Linked DNA regions of Sus scrofa: region 2 is linked to region 1. The links are chromatin contacts, called in public HiChIP or PLAC-seq maps. All regions are on one chromosome and are shown on one strand. Each heading gives the region's core, a stretch centred on a gene start, on an enhancer-like site or on the middle of the called end of the contact. The rest is flanking DNA. Distances are from core to core; before and after follow the strand shown. Region 1 overlaps JMJD1C (probable JmjC domain-containing histone demethylation protein 2C). Region 2 has its middle 200 kb from the start of JMJD1C.

Evidence for each region. HiChIP or PLAC-seq counts read pairs in DNA pulled down with a chosen protein or histone mark.
Region 2: an H3K27ac HiChIP or PLAC-seq map of alveolar macrophages shows a contact between it and region 1, with 9 times the contacts expected there. The contact joins two enhancer-like sites. A contact is called at or near these places in 3 of 47 Hi-C or Micro-C datasets (embryonic fibroblasts, retroperitoneal adipose tissue and skeletal muscle) and 2 of 2 datasets of contacts at active chromatin or transcription factors (alveolar macrophages and skeletal muscle).

The regions. Positions count from the first base shown.
Region 1 is chr14:66,723,477-66,726,896 of Sscrofa11.1, forward strand. It overlaps JMJD1C (probable JmjC domain-containing histone demethylation protein 2C), which reads right to left. Exons shown (of 26, transcript XM_021073644.1): 3 at 1,215-1,328. Among named protein-coding and RNA genes, the nearest start is that of MIR1296, 95 kb to the right of the region's middle. Within about 2 kb of position 1,860, at least 35 of the 83 cell types and tissues checked have an H3K27ac peak or open chromatin away from gene starts, as enhancers often do. A contact at or near this core is called in alveolar macrophages and retroperitoneal adipose tissue, where this site is marked.
Region 2 is chr14:67,166,307-67,169,692 of Sscrofa11.1, forward strand. No RefSeq gene overlaps it. Among named protein-coding and RNA genes, the nearest start is that of JMJD1C, 200 kb to the left of the region's middle. Within about 2 kb of position 1,820, at least 26 of the 83 cell types and tissues checked have an H3K27ac peak or open chromatin away from gene starts, as enhancers often do. A contact at or near this core is called in alveolar macrophages and retroperitoneal adipose tissue, where this site is marked.

The DNA.
Region 1 (3,420 bases), core at 610-3,109:
ATAGTTAGGCCTACAACAAGCTAAATGGCATCACAACTAAAACCAAAACAAAATAAAATTGAGGGGAGAGCTCTATTACTTCCAATATTAAACCGGAATTTAATATTGTAATCTAAGAGCAAAAACTGACAGCACAAAAATGAGGCCATTTAATGAACTATGAAAAGTAATGTGAAAAGACAAAAGCATTATCTATATGATTTCAAAATAGGAAATAACATTTAACTGAGGGAACTATCGTCTCTTTTTGGTAGATTTAATAAAAGAGGCACAAAACTACTAATTTCCTAAGTATTATAACTTCACACACAACAAACCACTGCTCATTAATAACTCAAGCTCTTGTTCTTTCCATGGAAATCATGCCGCTACATTTTATTTTTGAAAAACAGTAGCTATTCTGAAATGAAACAGGAATACTGACTTCCAGCTGCATTAAAAAAAAGTGGAACTAGTTCCCTCAACACAATTATTACAATATCATAAATATTTAAGTAAAAAGGAACCTATAAAATGTATTGATTTAATTCAATCTAAAATCCAAATATACAAAGAAAACAAACTTATGTGCATTTTTACTCCTACCCTGAAAAAACTAACAGAACTTAACTAGAGATTTAAAAAAAAAAATTTGGCTTACTACTTTTGATGAGTTTCTCCATATGATTTAAATCTAAAAACCTACCAGGAAAATGTTTTTCCAATTAAGTGTACTTGTATTTAAGGTGTAACAACTGGAATCTAAAATTCAGAAACCGAACAATTCAATAAATGACAATTAAAGGAGAATTTCCACTTAGAAAACGAATTACTATTATGCTAAACTGATATGTATGTGTATAGTAAACACTAATCTCATTTAATTACATTAATTGACCCAATTCTTAATCTTTAGAGCTGGAGACAAAGATAATTTATACTACTATCTAACCAGTTATTTTCTAACAATGAACTTTATTTAGAATGGCAGGGGCTTTTATTTGCTCACTTGTGCATTCTCACCGACAGGATGGTGCCTGGTTCATAGTAAGGTCTCAGTGTATATTTATTGATCAGATAAATGAATCATTTATCCTATAATTAAAATTTACCAAATGTATTGGATTCCTTATATACCTTGATGGTTAGCTAGAACTGAATATTCAAAAGAGTATCTGAGTATCAGTGAAGTTTAATAAATCATTAATTTTTAAAAGCAACTTAAACTTTCTTACCTGGTAGGGCTGGAAGGCACTATCTTCAGTTAAAAAATCCAGTTGTTTATCTACAAGGAATTCTACCGCGGTGATTGTACTGGGTACACTTTTTTCAACCAGAGGTTTGAAAGTCTGTTAAGATAAAAAAAAATTCTAATGGTTACTTCTCTGGGTTTCATTCTCAAAATGTGAAGGCGTGTATATATATAAATACAATGTATTACAGTCATTATCATAATGGCTTTAGGACACCAATTAATTCTAGTTTTCATATTATAATCTAAAGTGATGCTTTTATCCATACAATATTTCCCATTTATTGAAAAGTAACGATGTAATTTTAAAGGATGGTATGAAAAAATTCTAGGGTATTAATAGGCCTCAATTTATTTTTTTTAAATATACATTTGCATAAAAACTTATGCTAATTAAAACAGAAATTGTTTCTAAATAAGTAAACTGAGTAAGAGAGCACATTACTCCAATTCTTTAAAAAAATTATAAGTATTATTCTTTACAAAAGAGTAGTTATGATTTATCTGTACCGCTTTTTTTCCTAGCTCATTCACATCAAGAAGGATTTTAAATGATCAGGATGCATCTGGTCTTCTAACTCCACCCCATGTACTACTCACCCCCGCCCCTGCACTGGCCCCAAGCACAAATAAAAATCCAGCTGCTTCAGTAAGAGCAGTATGGGGGAAGGGTGCAGGAAAAGGAGGGAAGAGGTATTACACAAAAACCACCTTTCAGTAAAGTTTCACCAGATCTTCACCACTAAAAAATAAAACAAAGTAAAACTGGGGCTGGGGGGGACAGAACATAGAGGGAGGATCCAATACATGGTCATTCGATTATTTTAAAGATGACACAACTTTTACATAAAGGAATTTACTCATATCTTGGGGTGGGGGGCGGGAGTGAGGGAGGCAAGAAAGGAAGAGGAAGGAGGAAGAAGCAAGAGGAAGAGGATATGTATGCATATATGACTACCGCACTCACTTTTGAAGGAGAAACAGCATGAATAAAAACCAGGTGTATTACACCCACAGTGCTATTTTATAACTTAAAAATGTAAACAATATTCTACTAAGTTAAAAACACATAGTGGCTTAACTATAAAAGAATCTAAGTTTGAAAATGAAATAAACAAGCAACTCAGTTTCTAAATTACCTATATCACACAGGGAAATCTTTCTTGCTACAAGCAACTTATGTGACCATTTGGATGCAAACCAAAGCTTTCAGCACAGACAGTAAAAACCCCCAGGAGATCCAAAGCCACTGTATTTCTCGTTCTCTTATTTATGTCTTAAAGAAATCTAACATCTTGCTAATCACAACTAATAAACACTCTTGGGAAAAACTTTTCAAGATCTTTAGTCAGAGTTGCTCCTAAGGAGTTAATTTCTCTAAGAAATTATTTTTAAAGCTTTCACTTCGATTGAGGAGTCACTGAGGAGTGTTTTGAAAAAGATAAAAAACACAGGAGAATAAATAAGCATTTTAAACAGGCCTTATTTCTACACGATCCACACTATGAACTTACATATATCCTTCTATGATACGTGTAACATAAAAAATCTTTCTTACGTCTCCATATATTTTCATTATTTACAATTAGAAAATCTAATCACAATAAGATCCTCCCTCCCGTGTCCTAGTGCTAACTTTTTAAGTACAACATATGTATCAAAAGTATTTTTATTTGAGCAAGAAATTATATTTTCAAAACAGACATTTCCTGATTATTTAGCTATCTCTAGCTACTGTTCCCATGTAAGAATAAATTCCTTGAATTATCATTTCATAAAATGCTATTCCATTTTACCTAACAAGTGACTATAGTCTGTAAGAAATCCAAGAGCATTTATTTCATTTAGACTTTAAAAAGTCTACCAGTATGTGTTAGGTGAAATATGTAACATTTTCATATTATATCTTTGTTTAGTTTTTAGTAAACGAAAGAACACTGGAAACACCTCTCAAGAGAAATTTTAATCCTTGAACTTATCAAATGCTCCACTTCTTTTTATACAGTACCAAGTAAGGTCAACTTGTGAAGGTTAACAAAAAGGTCCACAAAAGGTATTATCTAAGCACTAAAGATACAATTCAATTAAGTAGAATTTGAAAAAAAAAGTAAACCTCTCCAGTCTGAAAGCCTCTTTCTTACGCAAATAATACAGGTGGTTTGCATTTCCTATGAGACCTAGTCATTTTA
Region 2 (3,386 bases), core at 570-3,069, 440 kb after region 1:
TTCAGTTTTTACTGCGTATTTCCATAGCACTTTGTACCTCTGACACAGGGAACTTATGTGGAATAATAAAATATTCAATAAGTTAACTTAATAAGTTAATATTCAAATAGCACTTCTATGTGCCAAGAATTATTCCTAGTGTTTTACATATATTAATTCATTTGAGACTCATTTATGAGGTAGATGCTGAGATATAATCCAAAGTAGAGTCAGAATTTAAACATACACAATCTGGTGCCAGGGTCTGTGCTCTTAATTATTAAGCTAGACAGTCTCTTAAAATAGAGAATAATTTGAAGGCAAGGAATGAGAAATGTGTTATAACTATTGGAGTACTTTCCTAGCTTGATTTATAAGCACCAATCTTTCAAAAGTAAACTACGACTCAATTCTGCCTAAATTCTGCATAAATTATCCCAAATTTCAGGTATGCCAAAGAGCTGAATGAATGTTAATAGTGCTATTATTACTATTATTAAGCTATTTTATTTTATTATTATTATTTTTTTGTCTTTTTGCCATTTCTTGGGCCGCATATGGAGTTTCCCAGGCTAAGGGTCTAATGGGAGCTGTAGCCACCGGCCTACGCCAGAGCCACAGCAACACGGGATTCCAGCCGTGTCTGCAACCTACACCACAGCTCTTGGCAATGCTGGATCGTTAACCCACTGAGCAAGGGCAGGGATTGAACCTGCAACCTCATGGTTCCTAGTCGGACTTGTTAACCACTGCGCCACAACGGGAACTCCTTATTAAGCTATTTTAAAATAAAATGAATAATAAATATGTTTATTTTAAAACTGCCTCCTTTCAAATGGATTTAGGTCAGGAATCAATATAAGCAACGCTTTAATTCCCACTCAGAAATAATAACTCAAAAATAGTATTAACTAAGTAATAATTAAGAAATAATTTTGTTTTGTTTTGTTTTGTTTTTTGAGCTGTGTGAATTAAAAGTACTTTTACCCTGGCCAAACCGTGTAACTGAAATATAACTGCATGATAAAACTTTGTTGCCACCTAGTGTCAGTAAAGAACATTGCAGTAATGTTGCTTCTTTTTTCTTTTTCTTTTTTTGGTCACCTCACCACATACGGATTTCCTGGGCCAGGAATCAGATCTGAGCAGCAGTTGTGACCTATGCTGCAGCTGGAGCAACGACAGATCCTTTAACCCACTGTGCTGGGTAAGGGACGAACCTGCATTCTGGCGTGCAGAGATGCAGCTGATACCGTTGTGCCACAGGGTCAACTCCTAATGTTGCTTTTCTGTCCCTCTTTGGCAGCTTCCTTCTATATTTACATTAATATTAACCTCCACTCCCAGGTGACACTGTTTGATTCCTTTACCAGTGATCATTGGTTCTGTAGACTATGATAATAATTTGATTTCAGAGCAACTCATTTCATGATATTTCTCTCTTCCAAAGCATGATTTATTTTATGAGAATGCTCTCAGGAGACCACAAGAATTTTCATCCAAGTTAGGGACAGTGTCTAAACAGTTTGAATATGCTCAGCCCTAAAAGATTCCTTTAACTTCAAGATGCTAAATATGGGAAAAAAATCTTCATGGTATATATCTGAATTGTTATGAAATGTTTTAGACATTCTGAAGAACATAAAGAATAAATATTTATGAACCCATTGTATTCATTATCTATTACTGTATCACAAGTTGCCTCAAAATGTAGCAGCTTAAACAGCAAACATTTATTATCTCACACAGTTTATGTGGAGGAGTCAGGGAGTGGCTTAGCTGGGTGGTTCAGGTTCAAGGGCTTTCAGGAAGTGCAGGCAAACTGTAGGCTGGGGATGGAGTCATCTCAAGCTGAACAGGAGCTAGAAAATCTGCTTCCAAGCTCACTTATGCTGTTGACAGGTTTCAGTTTCTTGCTGGCTGTTGGCCAGAGGCTCAGTTCCTCCACTAGTGGGCCTCTTTATAGGACTTGTTTCTCCCAGAGCAAGAGAGGAGAAGGAGTGGGGGAAGGAGAGGGGGAGAAGGGGGAAGAGAAAGAAGTGTGGGAGGATGAGCAGGAGGCTGGGAGTGAGGAAGAAGGAGGGAAGCCATAGTCTATTTTAAGAACCTAATCTCAGAAGTAACTTTCACTTCTACCATAGGTTATTGCTCATACAAACCAGCCTTGGTACCATGTGGCAGAGGACTACACAGGGGTATGATTAATAGGAGGCAGTCACCATTGATAATTGGGACCATCTTGAAGGCTACTACTATACCCAACATCAAGTTTAATAAGTGGTAACATGTTGCCCTGTTTGTATAACTACCTTATGGAATGTGTTTAGCCCAGGGCTAAACTATGGGAGATAGAAATGAGAAACTTTTTCTCACACAGTGGCTTTCAACTCACTCTGCTTAATCTCCCTTCCTTGCTGTGACCAACATCTCTGTAAGATCCTATAGCTTTTCGCTAACATTTTTTTAACTGTAAGAAGAGTCTGTTTTCAGACATGGAAAAGATTAACCTGATATCATATGTGGCTCAAATCTAAACTCTCTATATATTTTGGCTGCACCCAGGCATACAGAAGTTCCCGAACCCATGCCAGAGTCTCCTGCCTTTGCAATTCTCCAAAGCCACAGCAATGACAATGCCAGACCCTTAACCTGCTGAGTCATGAGGGAACTCCTCAAATCCCATATTTTTAACTCTTCTTACTGTTGCCTCTGTGAGGAAGGAGATCATAGTTTTCCCATCAGTGATTTTTCTGACTTGTTTTCGCCTCTTTCCCCCTTTCTAACTGCTCTAGTAGGGCATCCAGCATGTGGAGTAAAAAGAGCAACAAAATGTTTGTGCTTAGCTGGTGTGATAAGCAGCCCCTTCTTGGAGTTCCCTTCGTGGCTCAGGGGTTAACAAACCTGACAAGGATCCATGAGGTTGTGGGTTCAATCCCTGGCCTTGCTCAATGGGTTAAAGATCTGGCATTGCCATGAGCTGTGGTGTAGGTTGTAGAGGTGGCTTGGATCCCGTGTTGCTATGACTGTGGTGTAGGCCAGCGGCTATAGCTCTGATTTGACCCCTAGTCTGGGAACCTCCATTTGCCACAGGTGTGGACCTAAAAAGCCAAAAAAAAAAAAAAAGGAGCCCCCTTCTTACCTACTGCTTGGCTGGGCCTTGTCCCCTCCATTAATCTAAGCATCCAAGTACAGGTTCTTCAGGAAGGGATATATTGGGCTCCAAACTGTAATAGACATTCTCCAGTTGGCTTCTTGAAATTCGCTCTCATATTTGCACATCTTTGGGGCTACAACTTTTGCCTCAGGAAGCAGTGCTCTTGGGTGGCAGAGTCTCTTCAGGATGACTCATGTCCTTTTGGTCAATGGTAAAAGATGCATCATTTTCCTGTCAAAAGCTTACCCATCTC